2 separate regions of the Mus musculus genome follow, and region 2 is linked to region 1. Evidence: chromatin contacts called from public promoter capture Hi-C data. All regions are on one chromosome and are shown on one strand. Each heading gives the region's core, a stretch centred on a gene start, on an enhancer-like site or on the middle of the called end of the contact. The rest is flanking DNA. Distances are from core to core; before and after follow the strand shown.

Region 1 (7,096 bases), core at 3,434-5,933:
TCAGATCCCATTACGGATGGTTGTGAGCCACCATGTGGTTGCTGGGAAATGAACTCAGGACCTCTGGAAGAGCAGCCACTGGTCTTAACCACTGAGCCATCTCTTTAGCCCCAGGCTAGCCCTACTTTTAAGGACTATTCAAACTCTATCCCCCATGTCTCCCCCATGATTAAACAACACCAAGTCCTAAGCCAGACAGACTGAATCAGAACAGAGGATGTTAAGTGTCTTCCTAGGGCCTTCAGGGACCTGAGCTGCCCATCTCTGCTCTGTTCTCAGCTGGAATGGAACATGAAGCTGTGGTGGCCACACAGTGAAGCCATGATTGCCTTCCTCATGGGTTATAGTGACAGTGGGGACCCTGCCTTGCTGCATCTCTTCTACAAGGTGGCTGAGTACACCTTCCGCCAGGTAAGTGCTCTCTCCTTGTCCCCTGGAAGCCCAGGCAGCAGGAGAGGGAGAAACAGGGGCTGTGTGTAAGGGGGTCCAGGAGGCTTTCCCTCAGCTTCTTCTAGCCCATTCACTAGATGTTGCTCTCAGCTGCTCTGAGAGTCCCAAGACTGTCTTTTGTTTGGTGAACCAAGAAGCTCTGCCTCAAGGAATACACCTTTCTGGATGATCAGATTCTAATCGAGTAAACAAGCAAACAGAGACCAATGAGCTGTGGAAAACAAAGCAGATGCCAAATGATACAGAACTTTCTTATAGAGGGGGCAGAGAAGACCTTGTGAGCAAGGATCCAAAGCAAAGGAGGGCAGGGTGTATCTGTGTCTATTCAACAGAAAGGAAACTGTGAGGGTACAACCATGTGGGTTCCACGTAGCAGGAACATCCTTGATCTGCCAGGGCCAGTAAACCTGAGCCTTGACAGGGAATCCAACAGCTAGGATGTCAGGCTGGTAAATCACCAGTTGGATTTTCCTCCCTGTCCCCTGCACGAGCTCGTGTGAGAGAGAAAGACATACACACAGTAGGTTAGAGGACAATCTCAGGTGGTATTCCTCAGGCACTACATACCTTTTTGTTGAGAAGATAGGGTTGTGAACTAGCTACACTGACAAACTAGCTACGGAGGTGAATCCTTAGAATACTCTATCTTTGCCTCTCCAGTGGTGGGATTATAAGTATGCTATCCTTGACTTGTTTTCATATGGTTTCTGGGACCAAATTCAGGTCTTCCTGTTTGCAAGGCACTTTTTTGTTTGCTTTTGGTTTTCAAGACAGGGTTTCTCTGTGTAGCCCTGGCTGTCCTGAAACTCACTCTGTAGGTCAGGCTGACATCCAACTTAGAGATCTGCCTGCCTCTAGCCTCCCTGGTCCCTGGGATTAAAGGCGTGTGCCACCACTGCTCAGTTAGTTTGTAAGGTACTTTACTGACTGAAGTATATCTCTTAGTACAGCAGATGAGTTTAAGAGGCTATAGTTCAGAGAGAGAAATTTGGCTTGCTACAAAGCCTAGTTGTCATAAAAAAAATGTAGGTGACCCGGGCATGGTGGTACATACCTGTAATCCTAGCTATTGGGTGGCTGGAACCAGATCACAACATAGAGACCAGCCTGGTCTACAATAGTAAGTTTGAGACTAACCAGCTATATAGGGAGATTTTTCTTTTCTTTTTCTTTTTGACTTTTTTTCGAGACAGGGTTTCTCTGTGTAGCCCTGGCTGTCCTGGAACTCACTTTGTAGACCAGGCTGGCTTCGAACTCAGAAATCTGCCTGCCTCTGCTTCCCAAGTGCTGGGATCAAAGGCATGTACCACCACCACCGCCTGGCAGGAGATCTTGTCTCAAACAAATAACAACAATAGATATTATGGAGAGCCAAGAGTAAGGTAATTTTTTTAGTATAGAAGATAAAGAGGAGAAAGAATCAGGGCTAGTGAAGACTAGAATCAGTCATGAACTAGGAAAGAAAACAAATCAAGGGCCTCCAGAGGGTAGTGTTCCTAATGGAGATAGTGTTCTTGAAGACTACCGGTGTATTTCTAAAGTCACTATTCCAGTGGTTTCCCTACAACTGTAGCAGGGACTCTTTAATTCTACAGTTGTGGCTTTGGTTCTAGAAAAAAATGACAATTTGTGTGATTATTTTTTTAGATATCTCATGTAACCTAAGCTGGCCATAAAAATTCAATATGTAGCTGAAGTTCCTCCTACCTCCTCTCCCTTGATCCCTGAGGCCTGGGATGACATGTGTATGTCACTACACTTGGCTAGTTTGTACTAACTGTAACTGAAATCTAGCATGGTTTTATTGTGATTAGAGGCAAAAAAATCCAAGCCATGTTTCTATTACATTGTATCTAAACAAGCAACTGGAGCTGTCTCAGATAGTCACCCCTACTTCCAAATGACATCACCCATTAGGTTGAATCACTGCCTGAATACTGAATACATTCATTAAGGGTATGGATTAGAAGCCACCAATCTTAACCATAAAAGGAAATAAGAATGCACTTGAACAAGATGGAGATGACATTAAACAATTCTAAGAGCCCACTGTGCATCCCTGTAATATTAGCACTTGAAAGGTCTCAAATGAGAACAAGAAAAATGAATTGCAAAAGTTATAATCAAGCCAGGTGGTAGTGGCGCACACCTTTAATTCCCAGCACTTGGGAGACAGAGGCAGGTGGATTTCTGAGTTCGAGGTCAGCCTGGTCTACAAAGTGAGTTCTAGGACAGCCAAGGCTACACAGAGAAACCCTGTCTCGAAAAAAAAAAAACCAATAAAATAAAATAAAGACAATGAGGCAGTTATGGTGCATGACTTTAGTGTCAGCAATGGGGAGATCTCAAGAGAGAACTTTTTACCAGGGCAGCCTGAGCCACACAGCAGATTCCAGGACAGCCAGGGATACACAGTGAGACTTCTCAAAAATAAACACACAAGAAGGGACAAGGCCACTCAAAAGTTATAAAGAATAGATACAGAACTGGTTATACCTCACTTGGAGAATGTACCACCAACCACTCTTTGAGACAAAATCTGGACTGCTCTTGAACTTAATTCTCCTGCCTCAGCCTCCTGAGTGCTGAGATTATAGACATGAACCATCACACAGCTTAAAATGTACAACTCATGTCACAATTTAAAGGGAACATTTTGGTAGTAAACTTTAATGCAATTTGGTTTGTTCTATAAGCCTTCTAAGAAGGGGTTCTACTTAATTATTTTATCAGTAGGAGCAAAATTGGAAGCAATGGATAAGGATCTGGGCTATATTTTGTGGAGGTGAAAAGCCTCAGTGAAAGAATAATGGGGTGTACAATGAATGGGTCTGTCCAGCCACCTGAGCTGCTGCTCCCCATATCTGAAGCATCAGACACACTGGACAGGTTCAAAAGAAGTGAGAGATGTGTTCAGAACCTATGGTCAAGACAGGCAGAAGACCAGGTTGGCATGAACCTTATAGAAATGTGTCAAGACTTTGCCTCCTGAGGACTGGGACTAAGGGCATGCCCCATTACATAGGGCTAAAGGAAAGACTGTGAGTCATAATAAAAACCTTGGTACGCAAGGACAGGAGCTATGTGTCTCTGCTTGTAATCCAAAGATCTTTTAGACTAAAGGCCTGTGAAGTAGATGACATGAACTCCAGGGAAGTCACTAGTTGTAAAGTTTGCTGAAACGTCAATCTAGGATTCTTTTTATTATTTTTATTTATTTTTAATTTTTTTGGTTTTTCGAGACAGGGTTTCTCTGTATAGCCCTTGACTGTCCTGTAGACCAGGCTGGTCTCGAACTCAGAAATCCGCCTGCCTCTGCCTCCGGAGTGCTGGGATTAAAGGCGTGCGCCACCACCGCCCGGTTTAGGATTCTCAAAAAAAAAAAAAAAAAAAAAAAAAATTCAGATAAGGTAAAATGTATCCATTTTTAAAATTTTCAATTTTAAGTGTTATCTAACAAACCACAACTGAATATAGAACACCTGTTCTCTCAGTGTAGCAGCACACAGCCTGCAACCCCTCCCCCCATCAGGTTACATGCTAAGGCAAACTGCCTACTACCCACAGCTTTCATCTTTTTCCAGGATACGGTCCACTAAAAGTACTGATTTGTGAAACTGCGCTTTTTACTCTAACCATTGGTACCGGTGCAAAAGGGACAGCGAGGGCCCCTTCCTCAACCGGTGACATTCGAGTGGGTCCTACCAGACACGAACTGTCATTGTCTCTTTATTCTAGTTTCGTGATCCTGAGTATGGGGAATGGTTTGGCTACCTGAACCAAGAGGGAAAGGTGGCCCTCACCATCAAGGGAGGTCCTTTTAAAGGTGAGCGAGGAACGGGGCGAGACTGTAGGGGTTTGTGGCACCCGGCTCGCCGGATCCTCCCTACCCCGGGGTTCATTCTCCCCACAGGCTGCTTCCATGTGCCGCGGTGCCTGGCCATGTGCGAGCAGATTCTAGGAGCCCTACTCCAACGCCTTGAGCCCGCCCCCCTCGACTCCTCGCCCGCTGTCTCTACCCATGAAGGCTCGAAATAAAGATGACCCTGTTCCACATGCTTGTGTGCGCGCCTCTGTGGGCTCCGAGGGAGGGTACAACTATTGCCCACACTTCCCGCCTTGAAAGGTCTTCGCTGTGGCTTCAAACGCACCACCTTGGGCGCTGATCCATCACGCCCAATTATCTCTAAGTGCCACGCTCATTGGTTGTGCAGTTCGGAGGCGGGTCCTATAGCTGGGTACTTCCGCTGCAGGCAGGTCGGAGCGGTCCGCCTTTTCCGCCGCCGTCCCAGGATCCTGGCCCCAGTCCAAGCTCCTATCGTCCTTTCCCTGCTTCTAAGTGGCCGCCGAGTGCACGCGTTCACGACCCACAAGGACCCGCGAGCTCCGCCGCCGCCGCGATGAACATCCGCAATGCTAGGGTGAGGTGACGGGGAGCCAGCCTGTCCGCACCGAGTGGGCGCCTTACGGGGTGACCGTGTGAGCATGTTATCGAGGGACCTGGTGCTTTGGTCCTGTAGGTCTGCCGACGCCGGACCTTAAGGCTGCTGCAGCCTGCTTTAAACATCTCGCGTTTATCCCGCGTTTCCTAATTCAGATCTCATTGAGTGGGCTCCACAACCTTTGGACACTATTACTCAGTCCTGGAACTGGCACGTTTTGCATGCCGCATGGAAACAGGGCTTGTGCAAAGTCGTATAGTAGCAACTGTGCCCTGCCCCGGGGAAAGGGGAGACCCAGAGATCGACGTGTGTGGCCCTCTTAGTCATTGCAGCCCTGGACTAACCGTATCCCACTCTCATGCAGCCCGAAGACCTGATGAACATGCAGCACTGCAACCTTCTCTGCCTGCCGGAGAACTACCAGATGAAGTACTATTTCTATCATGGCCTCTCTTGGCCCCAGGTGGGCAGCTTTTGCGTTTTGTAGGGGTGTAGGGTGCAACAGGAGGGAAACATGGATCCGAGTGAGCAAACGCAGTGGGCAAGGGTATAAGAACCTGAGGCTCTGGTTGATGGAGAAGCCTGGCAAATGAAAGGGTGTGTATAGAAACTAGGCTCCACAGAGTGGAGGCTGGCAGTGAGCTCTGTCCTGTTGCCTGCACTACATGACGTCCTTTTCCTTTCTGTCACCAGCTTTCTTACATTGCTGAGGATGAGAATGGGAAGATTGTGGGCTACGTCTTGGCTAAAATGTGAGTCACCAAGGAGAAAGAAAAGACACTAATGTTAAGAAGGACAAAAGCTTTGGAGAAGGGAATGGGAAGCGGTGAATTAGTTTGAGAGGCATTCTCTGTTGTCCAGATTGGTGCTCACTCAGGCTAACCTCAAACTTATAGTAGTCTTCATGCTGAGCCTTCTTAATGCTGAGATTTAACTATGGCCAGCTTGCTATGAATGTTGTTTTAATTAACAGATTTGTAGGGAAGCTCGAAGCTGACAGAAAAATTGAGCAGAGGGTACAGAGTTTTCCCATACACTCCTCCTCCACGTTTGTTCTCTAACTACCATGTATGGTACACTTGTTAGAAGTGAGAAACCTGCCGGCTGTGGTGGCGCACGCCTTTAATCTCGGCACTCGGGAGGCAGAGGCAGGTGGATTTCTGAGTTTGAGGTCAGCCTGGTCTACAGAGTGAGTTCCAGGACAGCCAGGGCTACACAGAGACACCCTGTCTGGAAAAACCAAAAAAAAAAAAAAAAAAAAGTGAGAAACCAATACAGATTTCATTAAGCAGATTCCTGTTTTCATTGTTGTGTTTCTGTATGTGTTGCACACTCTCTGAATTGGACAATTAAAGAGTTTACCTTTAAAAAGTAGCCATCCCTCCCTCAACCTCGTACAACAGGGTCATCTTTTCATAATGATGTAGAGTTGAAATAGTAGCTTATAGCTCTTTCAAACTGGCTCCCCTCACGTAATGCTCTGCAATCAGCATTACTCTTTTTGTGGGCATCTATTGCAGGGTGATCTGTTGACACTGCAAATATCTGATAGGTGTAGCGTGGGGCTTTGAGGGGGTCATGATTGGCTATTCTGATTCAGAAGTTCCTAGTTCTCTTCTTTTTGGATCTGGGATGCTGTAGCCACAAAGAGTCTGAGCACCTGTGTGCACAGGTATCCCAGATAGATGGCACCCATGCCAGGCTCCTTTCTAGCTTTCTCTTCTAGGGAAGAGGACCCAGACGATGTGCCCCATGGACATATCACCTCACTGGTGAGTATAACTACTGAGGGTTTGGTAGAGGTAGACTGGAGATAATTGAAGGAGCCACAGTGGTCGGACTTGTACCCAATCTTCTTCTCTCAGGCTGTGAAGCGTTCCCACCGGCGCCTTGGCCTGGCTCAGAAGCTGATGGACCAGGCCTCTCGAGCCATGATAGAGAACTTCAATGCCAAATACGTCTCCCTGCATGTCAGGAAGAGGTGGAAGCCAAGTTGGGGGAAAGGGCAATGCTGGGAAGTGGGGAGGAAGGGGTACCCGATTGATAGTGGTTCTGGGGTTTACTGCCTTCATAAGAATATGGGAAATAGTATTAGTGGGAAAGGGGAGAGGGACAAGGAAGAAGGGCAGGATATGACCTGTCAGGTTGACAAGTTTGTGATGCTGACCAATGCCTTATTCCCCTGCAGTAACAGGGCCGCCCTG
Region 2 (7,096 bases), core at 2,073-4,572, 470 kb before region 1:
AACTAAATGTAGTGGCACACTACTGCGATCTCAACATGTATGAGGTGGAGGCAGGAGAATCAGAAGTTCAAAGGGGAGGGGAGGGAGAGAGGTAGGAATGAAGAAGAAAGAAAGTTAGCTACAGGTTTTCAATATTCCTTGAAGAATGCACGTGCGCGCACACACACAATGTTATTCAAGTTGTCTTTTAATGATACAAACATGAAATCTTTAAAAACAAAGATGGGGTTTTAAAAACACCAATACTTAATACGACAGCATTTAGCTAACTTCCCTGCCCTGTTCAATCTGGACAGAGCACAGTGGCTTTCTAAAGCTACATGTAGAATCTCACATATATTTTTGTTTGCCCAACCAAAATATCAACAAAAGTGAAATATTTAGAGGTTTGGTCTGAAGAGATTTCTCATTGATAAGAGTATGTATTGCCTTTTCAGAGGACCCAGGCTCAGTTCCCAGCACCCACATAACAGCTCAGAAACATCTGTAACTCCAGCTCGAGGGAATGCAACACCTTCTTCTGGCCTCCAAAAGCACCAAGTATAGACGTGGTGCACAGACATACACGCAGGCAAAACAGCCATGCACATAAAATAAAACAAATAAAATAAATTTAAAATTTAAAAATTAATAAAATTTATCTGTCAAATGTTGAAAATGTGGACTAGAGCCAGATATGCTGTCATATCCTATAATCCCAGCATTTAAGAAACAGAGACAGGGGGGCTGGAGAGATGGCTCAGCGGTTAAGAGCGCCGACTGCTCTTCCAAAGGTTCTGAGTTCAAATCCCAGCAACCACATGGTGGCTCACAACCATCCGTAATGAGATCTGGTGCCCTGTTCTGGAGTGTCTGAAGACAGCTACAGTGTATACAATAAATAAATAAATAAATAAATAAATAAATAAAAAGAAACAGAGACAGGAGAACATGGAGTTCAAGGTTATCTTTGCATGCACAGTAAGTGTGAGCCTTTTTGTGTTCACTTCACTCTGATTTCATTACATGTATTTAAAGTTAGTGTGCATGTGTGCAGATACAGGTGTCATAGTGAAGAGACACAAGGTAACCCACCCTTGTCTCTGTGCGCTGAGTCTCTCACTCCCTAGTCCCCATGCCAAGTTAAACAGCCAGCACTCCCACCTTGGTGCAGATGTCCCCTACCTTTGAAGGAGGCAGAAAATTAATGCCCTTGAAGTGATAAGGCTCCCATTCTTGAGCTATCAGAAAGAGGCAACCGAGTGTTCCCAGACAGCTATGGCCAGCTTGTAAAAATACACTAGCCTCTGATTACAGAATGAGTTATTTCTCCCCAGGTCAAAAAGATCCTTTTCCAGATGTATCAAACAAACATCAGTTTTGAAGGATAGCATTCCTTTACTGCCTATCATGTAATGCCAAGACTTGAATGCCCCAGCTTATGCATCTCATTCATATATATATATGTGAATATAATTTAACCATTTAATTGTATTTTTTCCAAGACAGGGTTTTTCTATGTAGCCCTGGTTGTCCTAGAACTCACTCTGTAGACCAGGCTAGCCTCAAACTCACAGAGATTCACCTGCCCCTGTCTCCAGAATACTGGGATTAAAGGCATGTGCCACCATCCCTAGCTTTAATTGTCCATTTTAAATGATAAAGGGCTGAGGTTTTGTGTCAGCCATAAGGCATATGTATGTCAAAAGCCATAAATTTAATTTTCAGAACACACACACACAAAGTCCTGGAGAAAATAGACTGAAAGTTTGTCCCATGAGTCATAAAAGACCTGGATCTCCACCTATAATCCCAGAACTAAGTAGGTATAAGCAAGAGGTCCAAGGACATCCTTGGAAACATAGTGAGTTAAAGAATATACGAAATTCCCATCTCAAAAAATATGTAGCAGGACTGGGTGTGTTAGCATACGCCTTTAATTCCATCATTCAGAAGGCATTTAATTCCATCATTCTGTACATTTGAGGCCAGCCTGGTCTACAGATGCCCTTGACCACAAGCATTGGAGAGTGCCTATGAGGAAGTACTCAGTCAATATGGAAACTACTGTATTCTTTTTTTTTTAATATTCATTTTGTTGTTGTTGCTGTTACTATTTTATCTTTACTTAATGTTTTATTTTAAAAATTAATTATTATTTGTGTGTGTGTGTGGAGGAGGAGGAGGAGGAAGAGGAGGAAGAGATCAGAGAGGTGCCAGATCCCCTGAAGCGGTTGTGAGCTGCCTTATGTGAGTGTAAGGAATCCAGCCCGGGTATCCTGCAAGAACAGTATGTGCCCTTAACCACTGAGTCATCTCTCCAGCTTCCTACAATTTTTGAAATTTTATTTTTTTTATATAAGTGGTTTCCCTACATGTACCACATGTGGTACGTGTACCACATGCATGCCTGGCGCCTGAGATGGTCAGAATAAGACATCAGATTCCCTGAGACAGGTTTCATGCAGCTAAGGCTGACCTCAAAGTTGCTAAGTGGCCGAGGATGCTTTAAACCCTTTATCCTCCTCTCCCGTCTCCACTTTCCAAGTGCTGAGATTACAAGTGTAACCAAATTGAAAACGCTATCATCTAACCAAAACAGTGCTTCTGTAAACTTTTCTGTATTTTGGAGCATTATGGAAGTGGGGTGGAGTTCCTGTAAGTAAGACCATTGGGTCAAAGGACAGGAATGCAGCTGCCTGAGACACAGATAGATCCAGCTTAAAAGGACTGGCCCAGCTGCCCTGGCACTGTAGGCGGTCAGGGGAAAAGGCTCAAACATGAGGGTCAGGAGCAATGTTCCAAACATCCCTTCACTGATTGATACATAAAACAGAACGCTCTCACGAAAGAACACTAAGCAGAAAGAAAGCAACCAAAGGCTCAGGTTTACCTCCGCATGTGCTTCTGAACCGTCCATGCTCTTAAAGAACACATATCAACCTTAAGTCATTATCTGTGTCCCCGCATCCATCCTCTTATGAGCCATGAAAGCTCTGATATCAAGTCACAATCGGAGCTTCAGCTCATCAAATATAGAAATAGATCGCTCACCTAAGAGGACGTGTGGAGGAAGTGGGAATGGGGGCTCTGGTGTTTTATGCCCGTAATTCCAACATTTGAGAGCCTGAAGCAGGTGAATCGCTCCAAGTTTGAGAACAGCCTGGGTTACATAGAGTTAAGCAAACATGAACTGTAAAGTGTATAGTACCTCAAAGTCTAGAAGGAGATTTCATCTTGAAGCAGTGACACTGTAGGAAGCTAGGCGGCTCAGCTTTAGCACAAGAGGAGTGCACAGCCACACTCGGCACCTCCCACCCAGCCTCTGGAGGAGAGGGAGGAGGCCGGTCTGGAGGTGGAGCCTCCGTGAGGACCTGCGGACCTACAGCACAGCCTATGGGCCTATGGCGGAGCGACGCCTGTGGGCTGTGGCCTTCTGCGGGCGGCCATTGTCGTGCCTGATAAGCTTTTCTACGTGACTCACTTGCTTCACCTAGCCGGCAGAGCGAGACAACTGGGTAACTCCCTGATCCGGTCTGCTTCTCCCTACACCCAGACAACATCCTTGGCCCGCCCAATCTCTGCCACCAGCCTCGAGCGGATCGACCTGAGCCCCGGGCCTAGCACCGGAGGGATCCGGGTGGAGAAGAATCATTGCTACGCTCCAGTCCTGGAGTCTGTTAGCCAGACTGTGAGGCGCAACGGATTCCTAAGGCTCTCCTGGCCAGGCAGGACTTCTCCCAGCACTCACGAGGAACTGAGCCTGGACTGGTGTTTGGAGGAACAAGTCATAACACCGATCGCTCCCAGCACAGACTTGCCACTGCCCCCACCCCCAAACCTACTCTCTCCTGTTTCATTCCCCCCAGAACCCACAGTTCCCAAACAGTGCACCTGCGGGAGATCTCAACCCAGCTGGAGAAGTGGACATGAGGTTGGCAGGTGGGTGGCTTCCACAGCGAACTGAAGAGAGGCCAGGTGTCCTAGTGCCTGTGTTAGGAGAGGCCTGGGTGGTCACTGGTTTGTTTATTTATTAATGGATGACTGTGCACAAGCACTCATTTTATGAGCAAATTCACCTCTGAGGACTTCAGCTTCCCAAACTATAAGGATTGATTTTATATAGAGAGATAGATATAGATAGATGTTGATAATATATATAATCAATATATATAAGTTAAGGATATATATATATATATATATATATAAAATCTCCAGAGATTGAATGGATGGAGAGGAGTGGATAGTAGAGATAGAGAGATGTAGCCAGAAGAGAACTGACTTAGGTGCCTTTGAGGTTGGGTATGATCTAAGTGGTAGCTCTGCTGTCAGCTGGACTACAAACATGAATGTGCCTTGGAGGGACTGTTTGGGGTGAGAGTAGAATTTGAAAACTGGTAAAGTAGCAGCTTTGTGGATAAGTCCAAATTGGACATTAAGGAACTGGCTGGGAGGATATGAGTTCAAGACAGATCTGGGCTGGAGGTGTAAGGTGTCATTGCTGCATGGTGAAATCTCCCATACAGTATGAAGATGGGAGAAGGCAGCCTGGAAAAGAACACCTTTTGAGGAGAGAGTAATGGAACACAATCTAACCAACAAAGGGAGTCCCAGAGAATGGGGTCAGGAGACAGTACTGTCCTGGAATCTAGTAGTGAAGTGTCAAGAAAGAGCAGTCAGACAATCAGAAATGTGACATCATAAAAGTCATAGGTGGTCTTGTTTGGAAGGTTATTTAGTTGGTGTTATGGGAGCACGACTAGATTGGAAGAATTTTGGGAGAGAGTTGGGGAGTGAGGTAATAGAAATCACAATGTAGATGACTTTTATGTGTATGCTGGGGGATGGAAACCAGGGTCTTATGCATGCTGAGCAAATGCTCTACCACAGAGCTATATCCCAAGCCAGAATATAAATTTTTAAAGAGTTTGGTGGAGAAGAGGAAGATGAAGAATCAAAGAATGAGATTTTTCTTTCAGGAGCTCTGTTTCATCTTTATCTTACTAAGTTAGGACCTGTTGATAATATGAGAGAAAGTGAGATAGAAAGAAGTCTTAGCACAATGTATCTGAGACAGGAGATATCTTGATGGATCCTGAAGCAGGTAGAAGGACTGGTCTTTACAAGGAGTATAGAGCTTCCAACAGAACAAGAGGAAAGGCAAAGCAGATGGGTGAACTGTAAATATTCTGATAATTTCAGAGGCAAGATGCTGAGGTTGGTGCTATGAAACCTTCCCAGAGCATGAGTTCTAAAAGGCACCTCCAAACCTGCTGGGGAGACCCAAACAGAGCAGCCTCAAGGTTTGAACTCACGTTCTTCCGTCTACTAGGAGGAAGTTCAAGCCTCTCTTTTGGGTCTGGTAGATATCGATTGGTCCCCCACCTCCCAATCGTACCATCACTTGTTCCCAAGTAGAAGGGGAGATCTGGTCATGTGAGGTAGTGGGTTATTGCAGATTTTGTTCACTGATGTCTAAGATAGTCCTGCTCTGTGTCTATCCTGCCTGCAGGCCCCCTGCGCATCGTGGCCCTAATCATCATTATGGGTCTCACCTGGATCCTAGTCACCATCCTCCTAGGTGGTCCTGGTGTTGGCCTTCCTCGAATTCAGCAGTTCTTCACCAGTGAGTGTGGGAATCCTCTTGATTCACTATAGAGGCGCCCAATATGGGTTATGGTGGTTGGGTTTCCCATTACCTTCATGGCAGGCTTCCTTTTGCCCTAGGTCTATCTTCTAACACAAATGCATCCTTGTTTCCACGAACCATCCTAGAGAACAACACTCCTAATTGTAACCAATAGAGTGGAAGTTGATAGAGTAAGAGTAAGGAGTGGAAAGGCCTCCATTGATTATTAATCATCTTCGACTTTCCGTTGAGCTCTGAGACACACAAGGGATCTTGCACTTTGTCACTGGTGCCAAGTCACCTAAGCACTATTTACAATTCCAATTCATCCTTTTCCTGAAGCAGGCAGTTTTATATCAGGGCATCATTGAAACTTGAGCGGGGAACATGCCAAGTATAGCCTGACTTGGCCCTGAGTCCCTGAGCCTGGTTGTTCTGCTGGAGGCTCCTGGAGGCCTCCCTGCTAACAGAAAAAACTCTCTACTTACAGGCCCAGAGAACTCAGTGACTGCAGGTAAGCCTCCTGTCCCTTCCCTATTCCCCCCGTACCTGTACTTCAGACTGCCTTTTGTGACACCCCTGCATGCTGTCAGCCAGCCCCACTAGGATCTCCATTCTCTGTCTGGCCTCTCCCAACTAACTATCATAGGCTTCTGGGCTGTAAACCTAATAAATGAGTTAGCCACCATCAGAAGATGAAAGGGGCAGGCATAGGAAAAAAACATTCCCATTCCAAACAAGAGACATTGGGATGAAGCAGGGGCTCATGGTCCTAAGCAAGTCCCAATCATAGCAGGGCAAGTTCTAGATGTCAAGGCCTAAGAAGAAATCTCTATATCATTCTCTAGGCCCACTGAAGTGACTGCATCCTCTGTTCCCTCTTTGGCCTCTTCATTCCTAGCTCTGTATTCAAAATCAACCTACCTACCTCCCACCCTTCCTTCCTTTCTCCCTCCTTTCTCTCTTCCCTCACTTCCTTCTTTCTTTCCTTCCTTTTGTCTTTCATTCCTTTGTTTCTTCCATCCTTGTATTCTCATCTCAGTTCTTCTCATAGGCTGACAATATTTCTGTTGGTATAAATCTCTAGCAAATTTTGCTGGCCTCTCATGCAGTTCCTGAAGGCCTAGGTTATAAGACAAGACAATCCTCCACAGATCCATTCTGTATAATCCTATCTCAAGTCCAGGCTTCTGAGAGGTAGGAGCACACACACAATCATGTGCTTCATTTCCTTAGCAAGTTCTTAGCGAGCCATCATCTCTGTGTTCTCTCTAAAGGATGCTTTTTTAAACGTTTTATAGTGCTGGGAATTAAACCCAGGACCTTACACATACCGAGCAAATACTCTATACAGAGCTATTTTTCTAGCCCATAAAATGTTTCCGGTTTTTTGACAGAGTTTTACTCTATAATACAAACTGACCTTGAACTTACTATGTAGCTCTCAAGCTCTATATTCCTCCTGTGTTACCCTATCAAATTCTGGAA

The links. Capture Hi-C pulls out chosen DNA fragments and counts their contacts.
Region 2: a promoter capture Hi-C map of adipose tissue shows a contact between it and region 1. The contact joins the promoter of Fam3a here to the promoter of Naa10 in region 1. A contact is called at or near these places in 2 of 39 promoter capture datasets (hematopoietic stem and progenitor cells and hippocampal neurons), 5 of 115 datasets of contacts at active chromatin or transcription factors (the SCID.adh cell line, T-cell acute lymphoblastic leukemia, astrocytes and 2 more) and 3 of 9 other capture datasets (adipose tissue, liver and macrophages).

Annotation. Positions count from the first base shown.
Region 1 is chrX:73,919,531-73,926,626 of GRCm38.p6, reverse strand. Naa10 (N(alpha)-acetyltransferase 10, NatA catalytic subunit) reads left to right here and starts at 4,683. Exons shown (of 8, transcript NM_019870.3): 1 at 4,683-4,871; 2 at 5,257-5,355; 3 at 5,586-5,644; 4 at 6,619-6,664; 5 at 6,758-6,873; 6 at 7,081-7,096. The coding sequence starts at 4,851. Renbp (renin binding protein) reads left to right here. Exons shown (of 11, transcript NM_023132.3): 9 at 280-411; 10 at 4,189-4,276; 11 at 4,364-4,506. The coding sequence ends at 4,488.
Region 2 is chrX:74,389,500-74,396,595 of GRCm38.p6, reverse strand. Fam3a (family with sequence similarity 3, member A) reads left to right here and starts at 3,322. Exons shown (of 9, transcript NM_025473.4): 1 at 3,322-3,921; 2 at 5,492-5,605; 3 at 6,099-6,122. The coding sequence starts at 3,909. It also overlaps a transcript of Ikbkg not described here.